Linked DNA regions of Mus musculus: regions 2 and 3 are each linked to region 1. A link is a contact called in public promoter capture Hi-C data. All regions are on one chromosome and are shown on one strand. Each heading gives the region's core, a stretch centred on a gene start, on an enhancer-like site or on the middle of the called end of the contact. The rest is flanking DNA. Distances are from core to core; before and after follow the strand shown. Region 1 overlaps Bank1 (B cell scaffold protein with ankyrin repeats 1). Region 2 overlaps Slc39a8 (solute carrier family 39 (metal ion transporter), member 8). Region 3 has its middle 59 kb from the start of Ppp3ca.

Evidence for each region. Capture Hi-C pulls out chosen DNA fragments and counts their contacts.
Region 2: a contact with region 1 is called in a promoter capture Hi-C map of adipose tissue. The contact joins two enhancer-like sites. A contact is called at or near these places in 1 of 15 datasets of contacts at CTCF or cohesin (pro-B cells) and 1 of 9 other capture datasets (adipose tissue).
Region 3: a contact with region 1 is called in a promoter capture Hi-C map of adipose tissue. The contact joins two enhancer-like sites. A contact is called at or near these places in 1 of 484 Hi-C or Micro-C datasets (cerebral cortex) and 1 of 9 other capture datasets (adipose tissue).

Annotation. Positions count from the first base shown.
Region 1 is chr3:136,249,906-136,254,977 of GRCm38.p6, reverse strand. It overlaps Bank1 (B cell scaffold protein with ankyrin repeats 1), which reads left to right. Exons shown (of 17, transcript NM_001033350.3): 3 at 1-105. Among named protein-coding and RNA genes, the nearest start is that of Bank1, 74 kb to the left of the region's middle. Within about 2 kb of position 1,962, at least 32 of the 459 cell types and tissues checked have an H3K27ac peak or open chromatin away from gene starts, as enhancers often do. A contact at or near this core is called in adipose tissue, where this site is marked.
Region 2 is chr3:135,875,233-135,880,304 of GRCm38.p6, reverse strand. The region is part of intron 6 of Slc39a8 (solute carrier family 39 (metal ion transporter), member 8); the gene reads right to left. Among named protein-coding and RNA genes, the nearest start is that of Gm31243, 24 kb to the left of the region's middle. Within about 2 kb of position 2,079, at least 7 of the 459 cell types and tissues checked have an H3K27ac peak or open chromatin away from gene starts, as enhancers often do. A contact at or near this core is called in adipose tissue, where this site is marked.
Region 3 is chr3:136,608,401-136,613,472 of GRCm38.p6, reverse strand. No RefSeq gene overlaps it. Among named protein-coding and RNA genes, the nearest start is that of Ppp3ca, 59 kb to the left of the region's middle. Within about 2 kb of position 2,727, at least 87 of the 459 cell types and tissues checked have an H3K27ac peak or open chromatin away from gene starts, as enhancers often do. A contact at or near this core is called in adipose tissue, where this site is marked.

The sequences.
Region 1 (5,072 bases), core at 713-3,212:
AAGTATCCTGAGGACACAAGTGGACAGAAGGGAACTGACGTCCTAGCATCTCTGAGACCATCTGTGCCTCGGGTACTAGTGCTTCCTGGGGAAATTCCATGTGAGGTCAGTGCTGCTGGCCTTTCTTTAAGGGCCCTGTTGTTTTCATAGACACCATAGTTTACTGTGATGTGATTTTAGTTTGCTCTTTTTCACAACTGTGTCCTCAGAACCTACAATACTATCAGGCCCCTAGTAGGCATTTAAAACAGATGCTTGCCTTTCATAAAACACGGCTTGACACTTTAGAAAGATACATACATATTAAGCTTCTTTTAATAACTTAATTTCACAATAAGCAGATTAAATATTTTATCTTCCTAAAGGGATATTCACTGCTGAATGGAACTTAAAATCACTTTTTTTCTTGATCACCATTTAAAAATTGTAAATGTGTTATTGAATGGTGACATTGTACAAGGTAGAAGAATTAATCTCTCAGGAATAAGAATATAATTAGAGGGAGGACTTAGAGAAAGTAACAATGTAAAAGCATTCTTGATCTTTCTTCCCCTGTGCCTTTTTTGGATTGACCAACTAAAATAAACCACTGGAAACGTTTGAACATCAGTGTTGGATATCAATACCTATGGTGTCCTTGGATGTAAAGGACCACAGTATAAAAGAGCCTTATGGGAGATTCTTGAAAAGATCCATCTAGAAGAGGCTGGTGGATTTACATGACCTGACATCAGGAGGTCTGCGATGCCACCTGTCAACTCTATGGCCATCAAAGGTGACCATTCTTTAGTGTTGCTGAAGTTTAAATTTCTCACTTTCACCCAGCATGCTGTTCTGATAGAATTGTCCCTCTAAGTCACTTTCCTGTCAGGTCTTGAGGAAATAGAACCACTTGGATACTACCATAGACATGCTGGGAATCTGAACTGTCCACTTTCCCAATACTAGACACAGATGCATAGGCAAAGATAAGTTACCACAAGGGTAACAGAATGGGTAGCTTACACTGGGGAGAAAGGGGCTGAATAACCAAAGTTGGTCGCTCCTATGGAGTCAAGAAACTATGGAAGAAACAGGGAAAGTAATAAAAGCAATGTGATCTAGTTTCAAATAGATGAAATCAAAGTAGGAAATAAAATGACACTCAGAGTAAAAATAGTTCCCCAGAAGTTATGCAATGTGTCTAAATAGCTGATTTAAAAAATATCTGCAGCAGTATAATTTGAGTATTATAAAACCCTCCCCATATTAGTCACACAAAAATTGAAGTTCAATAGCAGGCTTCAGGTGTCCTCAAGCAGACATTCCTTATGCAGCTGATTTGCCAGGGGTCCTTTCAATAGATCATCTTGGGCTTTTCTTATATTTATGGATGTGGATAGAATTCTTTCAGAGCTGATAAAGTTAAGCTATTTCAATATCAGATCTGTCTTGAGAACTCTACCTTTTTAAAAGCCCTAGAAGTCAAGCAATCATATAAGGCATTTTTAAACCCAGAATTATGCTCCAAATTTTCAAAATAATCTCAGCCTTTGGACCAAAAATAGTTATCGCAAGAAATCTTGGGCTTTCAGTAAGTAGATCTTAGTACAATTTGAAGCACCACAGAAAAGATCATTTGGTTCCAGCTGAGTGAAAATTGTGTTTCTGGTTTCCCTGGAGAATGTTCAGTATATGCCAATGATCTGAAATGACAACCTTTGAACCTCATTTCTGAGAAGCCTTCTAGATAGTGGGTGGGCAGAGAACAGAGACCAATGCTTTTCCTAACAAAGGGACTATAGAGATGTTTCTGGGATCCTAAAACTTCCATAGTCTATCAATGATATCCCTGACAGTTTCTAGGCAAGTGGAAGTGAGCCTCGTTCATACCTAGCGCTGTTGAAACCCATAGGTCTATATTTCTAACATGCTGACATGACCATGTGTTTGATAAGGGCACAGACTTCCTTCCCTATTCAGAGAATTAGTCATTTGCTCTTCCTCCTCCCCACCCCATTCCCCAGCACCACCCCTGCCTCGTAGCTATACAGAAACTGGGTCTGTGGACTTGTCTCTTACAGCATTTCAGCTCACTGTCCGCTCTTGGTCTATAGAGATGGCTTTTGTAAACTGCCAGCTCCCCACTGCCTGTGATCCCAGGAGCTGGGGAGCATTGATCCTTCTGCTGTAACCTTTCCCAACACCTTTCTTTCCGCAGATTATCAATTCCATAAGCCTTGACAATCTTGTTCTGCTTCAAAATCAGGAGGAAAATCTGATTTTGCTCTTTAATATTGATCCATTGTTCTACTTAAAAGAATTATTCCCCAGGTCTTTGAGAAACAAATAAGTAGATGAGTTCTGTGTAAAATTAAACTGGCTTCTTGTTAGAGACTTTTTTAAAGAATTAATTATTATATTTTTATTAATTATTTTATTTTTTTACATTCCAAATGTTGCTTCCATCCTGTTCCCCCCTCACAGAGTTCTTCCCCCATCCTCCCTCCCCTTCACCTCTGAGAGAGAATCCCCCATACCCCCCCCAGTCTGGGGTATCAAGTCTCTACAGGATTAGGTTCACCCTCTCCTACTGAGGCCAGACAAGACAGGCCTCTGCTACATATGTGCTGGGAGTCTCTGGCCAGCCCATGTATGCTCTTTGGTTGGTAGATAGAACCTTTCTTTAAGTTTCTACAGGACTGTATACTTCGTTCTATTTTAGCATAGAGCATTTTCACGTGTTTCCTGCTCAGGACCTTCGACTTTATAGCATATTACCCTGGATTTTGTATTGTGAAGTAACAGATATAAGGAATATGGTGTTACTTAGGTCTGCCAAAAGTAGCCTTTGTTCTAATAACACATCCACTTTCACCTTTCTGGTGAAATCCACATGAGTTCATTGATGGTATCTAGACCAGCAACTCTTGTGCACGCTGTCCATGGCTTCAAAGATGTGATGCTATAGTGGTTCTCGACTGGGAAAGAGTTTTACCTTTCTTTTCTAGGGGAAGAAGCTGAGCAATACTGCAAGCATCTCGGATTATCACGATTGCTACTGACATCTAGTTGACAGAAACCAGAAGATGCAATGTATTACATAATGCACAAGGCACACTCATGACAGTAGCTTATCTTATCCAAAGCAGGAATCCTACTAAAGTTAAATCCTGTCTCCTGGTGTACACCTACAACAAATGAGTCACCATCACTTCTGTCTAATGGTGGCATCAAGCACTCATGCTCCTGTCTGAGGCTTCTGTGAAGTTGGCACAGTTGTCCTGTGTTCACTTACTTTGTGAGACATGTCGCTCTTTAGTGGTGATTCCATTAACATCTTTCGCACATCTTACATAAAGCTTTCAGAAACTCTCTTACCTCTCCTGCTATTTCTGTGAGTCCCCAACAAAGATGTAGTAAGGATGTCTCTCTCACCTCTGCAGAAGCACAGCAGTTGAAAGCAAGCTTCTTTTCTTCATCTTGTTTTATCTGTGTGGAAGATCCTTCGCATATTACTAACCCTACCTTCTAATTCTTTCTCTGCTGGCATGGGGCAAATTTGGTATTAACTGAAGAAGCCCATGCAGTAAGTTTATCAAGTCCCATGAGCCTATCTTCATTGACGTGATATCTTTTAACATAAAGTAGACATAAATATGTGAAAAAGCCAGAGGTCACTGTGCAAAAGCCTTAGTAAGCTAGCCATGATCTACTGGGATCTCAATCTTCCATCTGTGATTAAACTTCAGACCAACGACCCAATCAAAACCGCAATGCATGCATATGTTATTCTAGACCAAGTTACTGACCTTTTGATGAAATGTTAAGTTTTGTGAACAGTAGAGCAACCTTTAGCCTTTATAAGTAGCAATGATCATAACCCAGTCTCTCTGTGAATTCTTAGACTCCCCCCAATAAAGGACACAAACTCAGGGGTCAAAATATGAAGCACTAAATGACAGCTTCAAAATCAATAAAAGCAAATTAATGATATTTGAACAGCCTAAAGCTTTCTCCTTGGATCAAATGAAGCCATGCAACTAAAGCCAGACCTTCTGTCCTGGATTACGCACTTCACTTTAGAGAGCAATAGATGCATGTAAGGCCCCCACATGAAGGGTAGTTAGTAACAGAGCCTAACATACTCAATTCAAAACTGTTGTGTCTTTACAGACGTATTTCATTTTAATTTTTAGAGGATCCAGTATATCCATAATGCTCAGAAGATATTAAAATGATATGTCAGGTTATTGTGGATTGCAAACTTTATACGCCCCAGTACAGGTGAATGCCAGGACCAAGAAGTGGAAATGGGTGGGTAGCGGAGCAGGGCGGGGCAGGGGGGGGTATAGGGAACTTTCGGGATAGCATTTGAAATGTAAATAAAGAAAATATCTAATAAAAAAGAATCCCAAAAAAAAAAAAAAGAAAGAAAAAGAAAAGAGAATGCTATCAGAGTATTTTAGATGAGGAGACCAACAAAGATAAAAAGGTTGATCTAGTAATGGCCGAATACAGATGTAGATGTGAACATGTTAGTGCTCACTTGAGAGTTCTAGAATTCTTGCAGGCTAGAGTTAGAGGGAGGATACTCTAAAATCGGAGTTGGACTTTGGTAGATATCAAAGGTTTGAGGAGGCAGAGGAAGGAAGAGCTGATCAGATCAACAAGGCAACATCATCTTTCAACAGGACCAGCTACTTAACCTCTAATACAGAATGCAAATGCAAAGCCCTTTGTTCAAATTAGTTTGCATTTCAAAGAAATGACAGCTAACCATTAAACCAATGCTTTTTAAAACCCTTTTAAGCCCTGTGTGCCTGTGAGGGTCTTGAACTCAAGAAACCAGACCATGGTACAAATAAAGATGCAGGTACTTCACTTAGTGTTTTTTCTCCTTAGAATTTTTTTCTGGAATGGTTAAAAGGTGGCATCCTGTCCTTTCTTAAGGCAGGACCCTGGTACACAAGAAGGATCACATGTAGGACTGCTCAGAAATGAGAATTAGAGATTTTAGAGAATAAAATATTTGGACAACAACCTGTGCTTACCAATTCCATAAAGTCAAGTAAGGAGTGATGTAGGCATTG
Region 2 (5,072 bases), core at 830-3,329, 370 kb after region 1:
TTTCCAAGACACAAGAAAATCAAGAAGGAAGACCAACGTGTGGATACTTCATTCCTCCCTAGAATACGGAATAAAATATCCATGGAAGGAGTTGCAGAGACAAAGTTTAGAGCTAAGACGAAAGGATGGACCATCCAGAGACTGCCCCACCCGGGGGTCCATCCCATAATCAGCCACCAAATGCAGACACTATTGCACACACCAGCAAGATTTTGCTTTAGGGACCCTGATATAGCTGTCTCCTGTGAGGCTTTGCCAGTGCCTGGCAAATACAGAAGTGATGCTCACAGTCATTTATAGGATGGAACACAGGGCCCCCAATATATGTGCTAGAGAAAGTATCCAAGAGCTGAAGGGGTCTGCAACCCTATAGGTGGAACAACACTATGAATTAATCAGTAACCCTCAGAGCTCTATATGAAGGTTATATGCAGAGTCTCTAGCTGCATATGTAGCAGAAGATGGCCTAGTTGGCCATCATTGGGAAGAGAGGCCCCTTGGTCTAGCAAACTTTATATGCCCCAGTACAGGGGAAAGCCGGGGCTAAGAAGTGGGAATGAGTGGGTAGGGGAGCAGGGCGGGGTAGGGTATAGGGGAATTTTGGGATAGCATTTGAAATGTAAATGAAGAAAATATCTAATAAAAATGTGGGGGGGGAAAAAAACAAAGAAGGGGGAACAAAATACCCATGGGAGGAGTTCAAAGTGTGGAGCAGAGACTGAAAGAAAGGCCATCCAGGGATTGCCCCTCCGGGGGATCCATTCCATATACAGTCAGTCACCAAACCCAGACACTATTATGGATGCCAACAAGTGCTGGCTGACAGAAGCCTGATATAGCTGTCTCCTGAGGGGCTTTGCCATTGCCTGACAAATACAGAGGTGGATGCTCTCAGCTAACTATTGGACTGAGCACAGCATCCCAAATGGAGAAACTAGAGAAAGGAAGGACCCAAGTTTCTGAATAGGTTTGCAGCCCCATAGTAGGAACAACAATATGAACTAACCAGTACCCCCAGAGCTCCCAGGGACTAAACCACCAACCAACGAGTCCACATGGAGGGACCCATGGCTCCAGCTGCATATGTAGCAGAGGATGGCCTTGTCAGTCATCAATGGTGAGTAGGAGCCCTTGGTCCTGTGAAGTCTCTATGCCAGTGTAGGGGAATGCCAGGGCCAGGAAGAGGGAGTGGGTAGGTTGGTGAGCAGGGGGAGCAGGGAGGAGATGAGGGTTTCCGGAGGGGAAACCAGGAAAGGGGTTAACATTTGAAATATAAATAAAGAAAACATCTAATAAAAAAAGAAAAAATATATACAGTTCCTCATGTTCCCAACCATAAAATTATTTTGTGGCTGGTTCATAACCCTAATTTTGCTACTGTTATGAATTATGATGTAAATATATGTGTTGTGCAATAGTCTTAGGTGACCCTTGTGAAAGGGTCATCTGCCCCCCTCAAGGGGTCATGACCCACAGATTGAGAGCATCTGCTCTACAAGGAGAGAGTCATTTGTAGTCACCATCTTCATCCTTGCTGTTGTTGTTATGAAGTAGTGACCACAAAGTCAAATGGCTTGAGTAGGTCCCAGGCCCTGCTTTAAGCACCTTATATATTTAATTTACCTCAAAAAAATAAATCTGAGGTAAGAAAAACTATTATAATTTCTGTAGAGTGAAAGAAATTAAAGTGGAAAAGTTAGTGAATTTACCTGGAGGTGAAAACAAAGCTGGGTGTCCCCTTTGGCACAGTGGTCACTGACTGATGGCTAAGGAGGGAGGGGAGTCTCCTCTGTGGTGAACCCTAAAAGCACTTCCTATTGAGAATTCTTCCTGAACTCTTAGCCCCAAAACTCTTCTCAACACTTGCACAGAGAGAATGCCATCTTCTCTTTAGACTAGGTCTTCTTATTTCATACCTGTATTTTAAGTGCGTGACAAATGAATGTTAATGAGCTTCGGTGAAAGTGGACCTTGAGTCAGGAAGCAGTGACTGCTCACCTGAAACAAAGGGCGCCATGGGGAAAGCCACAGAGAAAGTGAGCTGGGTGTGGTAAACACGTTGCCCAGTTACACTTAATAGGACAGAGTTGAATTCCAGCAATTGCTTCACTTCCCCACTTGGCTTACCTCACCACTCTTATGCTTATGATTTCCTTATTTCTTGTGATGATTTAGGGAAAAATATGCAAGATCGAGCCTCGGAAACCTACATGCAAGGTGACTCTGCAAACACCTTTGATTCTACAAAACAAATGGCACTGATAAATCCAGCATGACCCTCTTGCCTGCACACACAGGCCTCACTGGCCTTGTTCATTATACTTCCTTCGAGCTCTGTGTGCTCAGGTCTCAAATTAGACCGTTGAGAAAGTTAGGGGCCATACATTGTTAATCGCTTTGCAACAAACCAAAGTCACCCAGGAGGCAAACAATTGCCGTTCTTTCATAATTCACCCAGAGTAAATCACTAAGGAGAGACCACTGAAAAAGCTAACCACACTAGTGGATTTTCCTCTCCTGATCTTCATTTTTAAACTTTTGCTTAGTGCTACAGTTGCAAACCTGCTGCTATCACTTGCTTGCTTGGTTCCTTGTCTGCTTTTATTCTTCAAGATGACTTTGCAATCCTCAGCCACGATAAGGCTAAGGCCTAGTTTTAAAAGACTGTGAGCCCAGGATCTACAGCTGCGTTCAGGGTGGGGGTCGGGGTACTGAGCAGATTGACACTCTGGGCTTCAGCAAGACTCTTTTGTTTCCCACAAATCTTTTATTTAATTTTTTTAATTGAAAACAGATTCTTCTTTCCTATAATACATCCTAGCCAGAATCTCCCTCCCCTCTTCTCCTAGTCAACCTCGAGCTCCGCTCTCTCCCAAGGTAACTCCCCCTCCCTTTTCCTTAAGAAAGGAGCAGACATCCAAGAGACAACCACCAAAGCATAACTAAACAAGATACAATAAGACAAGGCAAAAGCCTTCATATCAAGATTGGCCAAGGCAACCTAATAGGAGAAAAAGAGTCCCAAGACCTGGCAAAATAGACAGAGACATACCTGCTCCCACTGTTAGGAGTCCCCCCCCCCCGAAAAAAAATACCAAGCTACACAACTGTAACATGTGCAGAGGACCCTGCAGGCCCCGTGCTTGTAGCTTCGGTCTCTGTGAGCCCTTATGAGCCCTGCTTAGCTAAGTCAGTGGGCTGTGTTCTCCTGGTGTCCTTGACCCCTCTACTTAATGCCCGTTATTTGATAGATGAATGCAAATGAAATCAGACAAAATGTAGAGTAATCTGAATGAGGGTCGGAAGAATATCACTCCCCGAAATTATGAATGCAGATGGGAGTCTAAGGAGACACCACTGGACACAAGCTGAAGAGGAGGAAGAAGTTAATCCCAGCACTCGAGAGGCAGAGGCAGGCGGATTTCTGAGTTCGAGGCCAGCCTGGTCTACAAAGTGAGTTCCAGGACAGCCTGGAACACAGAGAAACCCTGTCTCGGAAAAAAAAATGCACATATCAGGTGGTTCCCTAGGGGAACAGCTTCAGTAATGCACATGAAGTTGAAGCGGGAGAAGAGGCATGGAAGGGCAAGGAGGGAGCAAGAAGGCAAGTGTGGAGGAATGTGAGGAAGAAAGAGGGGGATAAGGAGGAGGAAGACAGGAGGTGACAGATAAAAGAGGAAGGGACGAGACTAAAAGGGTAGCAGGAAGTGAGAAGGAGATGAGGAGAGGACAAAGAGGTCATGGCTGTCTTCCAGAAGAATACCGATCACATAAATATGGCTCTCCCCTCCATGAAAGACTTTGGAAATTCCTATTTTTCCACATGCAAACATGTCCAAAACACAATGTGAGAATAAAAACAATAAAACTGTGTTTTATAGAAAGGTGGATACCTTTCTAAAAAGTCCTTAATAGACTAAGAACAAATATATTTGAATATATATATATATTCACATACATACAAACATACATACATACATACATACATACATATAAATTCTCATCATAATGCTCTTTGGCAGAAAATGCTGGGGATGCCATTTGTAAAAACATCTTTATATTTTCTAGATATTCTATACATTTTTATGATTTGCATATATTTTTTTAATATGGTGAAAAAGAAAAGAGTGGAGCCATGGTTGGGGGTAGAGACATGGAGGGGGAGAATTCCAAATGGGCATTGTAGATCCTTGAAGACTTGAAAGACCCTACTGCTAACTAGAAGGGTTCTGGTAGCAGGCTGCCTGCAAGGCTTGCTATGCATGAAGGAAAGAGCGACTGTCCCGCTAGAGCAACCCTAGTTTGATTTATGTTTCCAGTTAGCACACATGACATGAGCCAGGATCTGCAAACAGGTTTCTATGGTTTATTGCCTGTAAAGTTTATTGGCGAGAAGACAAAGACAAACAACCATTCTAGAGAAAGGTTAAATTTTGTATTCCTGTGCTGCATGAAGTCAAAAAGGAACGTAACAACCTACAGAAAATTACATTGGTAACAAAAGGGTCTAGATGTCAAGAAATGAAAACTATGTAAATAAAGGTAAAAAAAAATACAATGTGTCCTTGAATGGAAATTAATATAACATAAGTAACAAACTGGAGTTGACAGACATCAACTTTAAACAAAGGGTGGCTTAAGAAAAGCAGTTTGAGCCAGGCGTTGTTGTGCACACCTCTAATCCCTGCAAGCAGGAGGCAGAGGCAGGCACATCTCTGTGAGTTCAAGGCCAGCCTAGTCTACATAAAGAATTGCAGGCAAGCTAGGGTGACATAATGAGGCCCTGTCTCTAAAAGTTAAAAAAAAGAAAACAGAAAAACAAAACAAAACAAAACAAAAACAAAAACTAGGAAGGACGTAAGCCAGTGCTGTAGGAGAATGGTTTGACCCTCTCTAATTCATTCTTCTTCCCAAGGTGTCCTGGGAATGCATCTCCTTTCTCTGCATGGATCATCTGCCTGTTTACTTAGCCTCTTGAAGACAGGTGACCAAGTCACCTTGTAAGAGCTGCCAAGGACCTCACAACTCCAGCTCTGGTAAAGGTCTGATCTCATAAGTTAACAGGAACCAGA
Region 3 (5,072 bases), core at 1,478-3,977, 360 kb before region 1:
AGCATCAGCAACAGCAATCACAAAAACAACAGCAAAAACAAAACCAAAACACCCCCAAGTCCAAATCAATAAAAGTATTTAAAGCTGAGAAAACAAAACTGGTCTGTCAAGATCAGAACATTAGTAAATAGCACACCATTATGTGAGAAAATGTCTATGATAACTACACTAACTAGGGGTTTAAGTGCTGCAAATGTAAAGGTTTCCTAGAAAATAGCTTTAAGAAAACAGTTGTAGAATTGTTTCTAGTTTTGGGAGGTCAACATTGAAAATGTGATGAAATGTTTCCTTTTCTTGGGATAAAGGAAACTAAAAGAACATGCCACTTGAACGTAAACTTAGAAAATCTAGAATGTATTATGTAACACAAAGAATTTAGACAAAGAAAAGTAATATTCACCTGTAATATAAATTGTTAGAAAGCATTTAAATGATTGGTCATATTTAAAGTAATATAAACCCACAATTGAAAGATCAGGTTTGTATAAAGTAATAAAGACCTTTGTGTTCAACTATCCAATGAAATATAGGAAATCACACTTGTGGCTCTACCTGATATGCATTAATTTAGAAACTGGAAAAGGTGCCAAGGCCATTTTGATTTCTGTTAATGTTTGAGGAGGATTGACGTCTTGTGATATTAGAGACATACAATGTTTTCAAAGAATATGTAACATAGCAAAATCATTATAATTTAATACTAAGTGACCAAAGGAGACTAATGCCATTTCTCTCTAGCAACATCCTAGCTGGATTGTGTATCACATGACTTCAATTTTGTAAAAACACATCAATTTATTTGTAAAATCAACATAATTTCTAAAGTGTTATGATCATTAGGACAAAGTATCAGTCAGAAGCAACTCAAAGGAAGAGAGGTTGATTTCGGCACATGGTATCAGAGGTAGTCCATCATAATTGGGGGGGCACAGTGGAGCAGCTCAGTCTGTGGCAGAGTGACCATGAGGTGTTGGTTGCTTGCATGCCAAAAGATCAGGAATCAGAGAACAGGACCCAAACGGAGGTAGGTTAAAAGAACAAACAACAACAACAATAAACAACAACCTCCAACCATGTACCCCTAATGACATGTGGCAGCCAGGACCAGGGTTGCAAAGGTCCTATAGGCTGTAGAAACAGCCCTACTAGCTCTTTTTTCCACTGTTTGTGGAACAAGTACTCAGACCATGAATTTGTAGGGGCATTAAAGATCCATATCAGAACTAATAAATATAAATACACATACGAGTATAGTCTAGTGGAGCAAATGCTATGTGCAATGTGTCAGAGGAATTAAATGTGAGGAACTTTTTTGTGCTTTTGCATATTTCCCCATTTATTTCTATGATGGTTTATTTTTTATATTTCATAAGAGACCTTAAGACTTTCTCTCATTTCTGTATGATACTTGCAAAGCTCCAATCCCTATCTTTGCTACAACTGTAGATACCTATTAGCCTTCAAAGACACTACTCTCTTTTAATGGTCTCACTTTACAACAACACGTAATAGCTTATCATTTAAGAAAACTATCATGTGGTACTTGGGTTGAACCAGCCATAGGATGGCAGGATGTGGCTGCCAGAGAGTGCTGTGTATCTTCGGCAGGAACCACATCCTCCTCCCACCAGTTCTTTTTATAGCTAATGGCAGTGCCTAGGCTTCTGGCACTAAAAAAAAATTCACATTTTTAAAATTGATCTCATATCCTCACTTTTTTTTTTCCGTGAGCAATTCGCAGGATAAGCTTAATACAGAACATAGGGTATCCTGTTTATGAGAACAGTAGGTGTTAGGGATTCAAATAACTACGTTTACTTAGCTAAACTGGATAAATATGAGCAAGCTGTAAGAATAACAATCAAACAACAGTTGCTTGTTTTGTTAGAAATGATCCATCCTTTGTTATCTCAACGGAACCCTCAAAATTCTTGTCTGTTAGACTATAACTTACAAAGATCAGTCATGCCAAGGTCTAACCTGTTCTAACAGAACAATGAATTTAGCCTTGCTCACAGTAGTCTTTTGTTTTGTTTTGTTTTGTTTGTTTGTTTTTTGTTTTTTGTTTTTTTGTTTTTTTTCTTCAGGCAGGGTTTCTCTGTATAGCCCTGGCTGTCCTGAAACTCACTCTGTAGACCAGGCTGGCCTCAAACTCAGAAATCCACCTGCCTCTGCCTCCCAAGTGCTGGGATTAAAGGAATGCGCCACCACCGCCCGGCTGTAGTCTTAAAAGCTCTCGGGTCTTGTATGTTATACAAAAATAAATACTGAAACAGGTGTCCCTTGTGGACATCACTGGATCAAGATAAGTTTTGGCTTCTTGCTCATGTTTACATACACAGAAGATTAAACGGGAGCCTTAGCTCCTTTAAATTGACAGCTACCCTCTCTTTGGGAAATTGGTACCTATGAAAGAGCAACTTCCATGTTGTGACTTTTCTGAAGTATATTCTAATGTCTGAGCATGTGCAGAAACAGCTACAGTTTTGATGAATTGTGATGCTATAGAACAGCGATACACATTTAAAAGTCCAATATTCTCATGGAAAAGGCAAACAGATATAATTTTATACAGTGATGTTGAAATGAAATCCATTTATTAGACTTACTCAGTAGCAACAAAATCTTACTTCCCAAGGTCTGCAGTTGAAACTGTGGATCACCGTTGGGCAGCCCATGAATTGTGAGCGCTTAGAAGCTGCCATCTGTGTGTAACAGCCACACCCTGGGGTTTATTACCAAGGTCGTTTTTATGACTTTCTACAAATGTGCTTTGTGTCTCTGAGATGTAGTTATAAATGTTCGACTCTGTCTGGAAATCCACAGAAGGTCTCCAAAGGAAACCTCAGGGAAAGTGTGGAAACTGCCCCAGGTAAGAGAGGCGGAGAGAGTGATATACAGAAACTAGAACAAAGTTAAATAAGCAGAGGCAGGACTGGAAGCCTGGTCAGAAATGAGAAACAAATCACCTGTGTTTTGTCAACAGTGGCTTGGCAGCCAGAATAGGAAGGACAGAGGAAGTTAAACCCATGCTGGTGTCCAGAAGTCAGCTACAGAAAGTGAACCTCTTGGGCCAGATGGTTTTATGGCCTTTGTAAACAATAGATTTGCATAATGCTTCCTCAATAATTCTGTCAGGAGCAGCAGTGAGCTTGAAAACAATGCCCAACTGTGTGCTTTCTGAATGGTCAGCTTTCTAAATGCCCAAATGCGCATAAAGGGGAAATTGGGATGCTGGGTAGAGGATGGAGTTGGTAAATAAAAGGCTTACTCAGGCCAGTACGAGCAACTACTAGATGTCCCAAATGCTGATGCTCGGAAGTACTAGGCTGCTCCTGATGATCATATTATAAGCTGATCATCAAAGTCGGGGGTGGTGGGGGAGGGCTTCTCCGATTTCAGGCTTTGGAAGGTTTCCTTGTTTGCACTGATTTGTAGCTTCCTGTGACTTTTAATTCTGAGGCTTGGCTGGCTGCCATCTGCTTCCTTCTTAAGAAGAATCAACAAACCAAGTTGTTTTGAATTCTTTCCTACTACACACGTGCATCCCTAATGACCTCAGGATGTGGGACCTTCACAGGCTGGAATATAACCCTCTCTTTCAACAAGTTGGAAATCCTCATCGAACTCCTCCATCTCTCTATTTAACCTGACAACAGTTGGGTGATTGCTCTGTTGGCAACTGTAGATTTCTCCTGCACATAACCTGAAAAGGAAATGGCCCATGGAATATGGTATCAGTGATACACTCACCAAAACAAGGCACAGTCTGCTCCATAACAAGGTGATGGTCAGATACTGTTCTGAAGGAAAGATTGACAGATTCATTGGCCTTGCTTAGACAGGTAACAAAGCCCATACAACAGAACTTTAAGAACTACGAAGACTGGCAAGAGAGAGCTATGGAGTCTGCTGACATGATGAGCCTACTGTGTAACCAAGTCCTTATAGCACATTGTCTTATGCTCCAGAAAATGGGAAAAGGCCACAAACCATCTGGAGCGATCCTCTATCGCCTGGATTTCAAAGGAGAGCAAAAAGAATAAATTAAAAAAAAAAAAAAAAGAAAAGCACATTTAAGGAAACACTCCTGATTTTTCAAAGTGGGTACCCTGGATTAAAGTGTAAGAAAATTATAGGGTACACACGAAATATCATCAGCTCTGTTTATTTCACAGGGTAGCAGGTTGGGGGTCTGTGCTAGTCAGCTTTTATTGTCAAACTGATCTAATCTAGAATGATCTGGGGAGAGGAAACTTCAATGAAGAATTGCTCAGATCTAATTGCCCTGTGGCTCTGCGGCCAGATCCAGGAAAGACAAACTTGATTGTTGTAGGAGGACCCTGGGCATCCCTGAGGACTTTACATGAGCCAAGGACTGATCCATAAGCAACATTCCTCCCTGATTTCTGCTTCAGTTCCTGCCCTCCTGTCTTCTCTCAATGATGACCTGTGACCTGGAAGTATAAGCTGAAGTCATCTCTATCCTCCCTTACATTGCTTTTTATCTGACTGTTTTATCACAATGATAACGCAGACAAGAACAGGGACCCTACGTTAGTTTCCACAGTGATGCTGTTCAATACAAAACACAGCAGGCATCACATGTAATATAAAATTTTCCTGTATCAATGTTAAAGGTGAAATAAACCATGTGATTAATATTATAATACAAATTATTGAGTTCAATAAATATATTTTGATATATTTTATATTATTTGTATTAAATCTGAAATGTAGCACCTATGTGAAAATGTATAACACATCCCAGCTTGTATTAGACACAATAATCCAGCTGGCTACCAGGTATATAAATGTGTATATGTATATGTACGTATATATATTTGATATATATTATCTATCTATCTATCTATCTATCTATCTATCTATCTATCTATCTATCTATCTATCTTGGTATTACCAGGGACAACTCAGTTCCTTACCTGCTCCAGTGCATACATGAACTATCATCACTTTGTAGTCTGATGGATATCTTCATTGTTGGGAAATCTGCCTATCCCCTCTTCTTGTCTTGAAACATGTTGCTATTTTGGCAACATATTCTTGCAGCT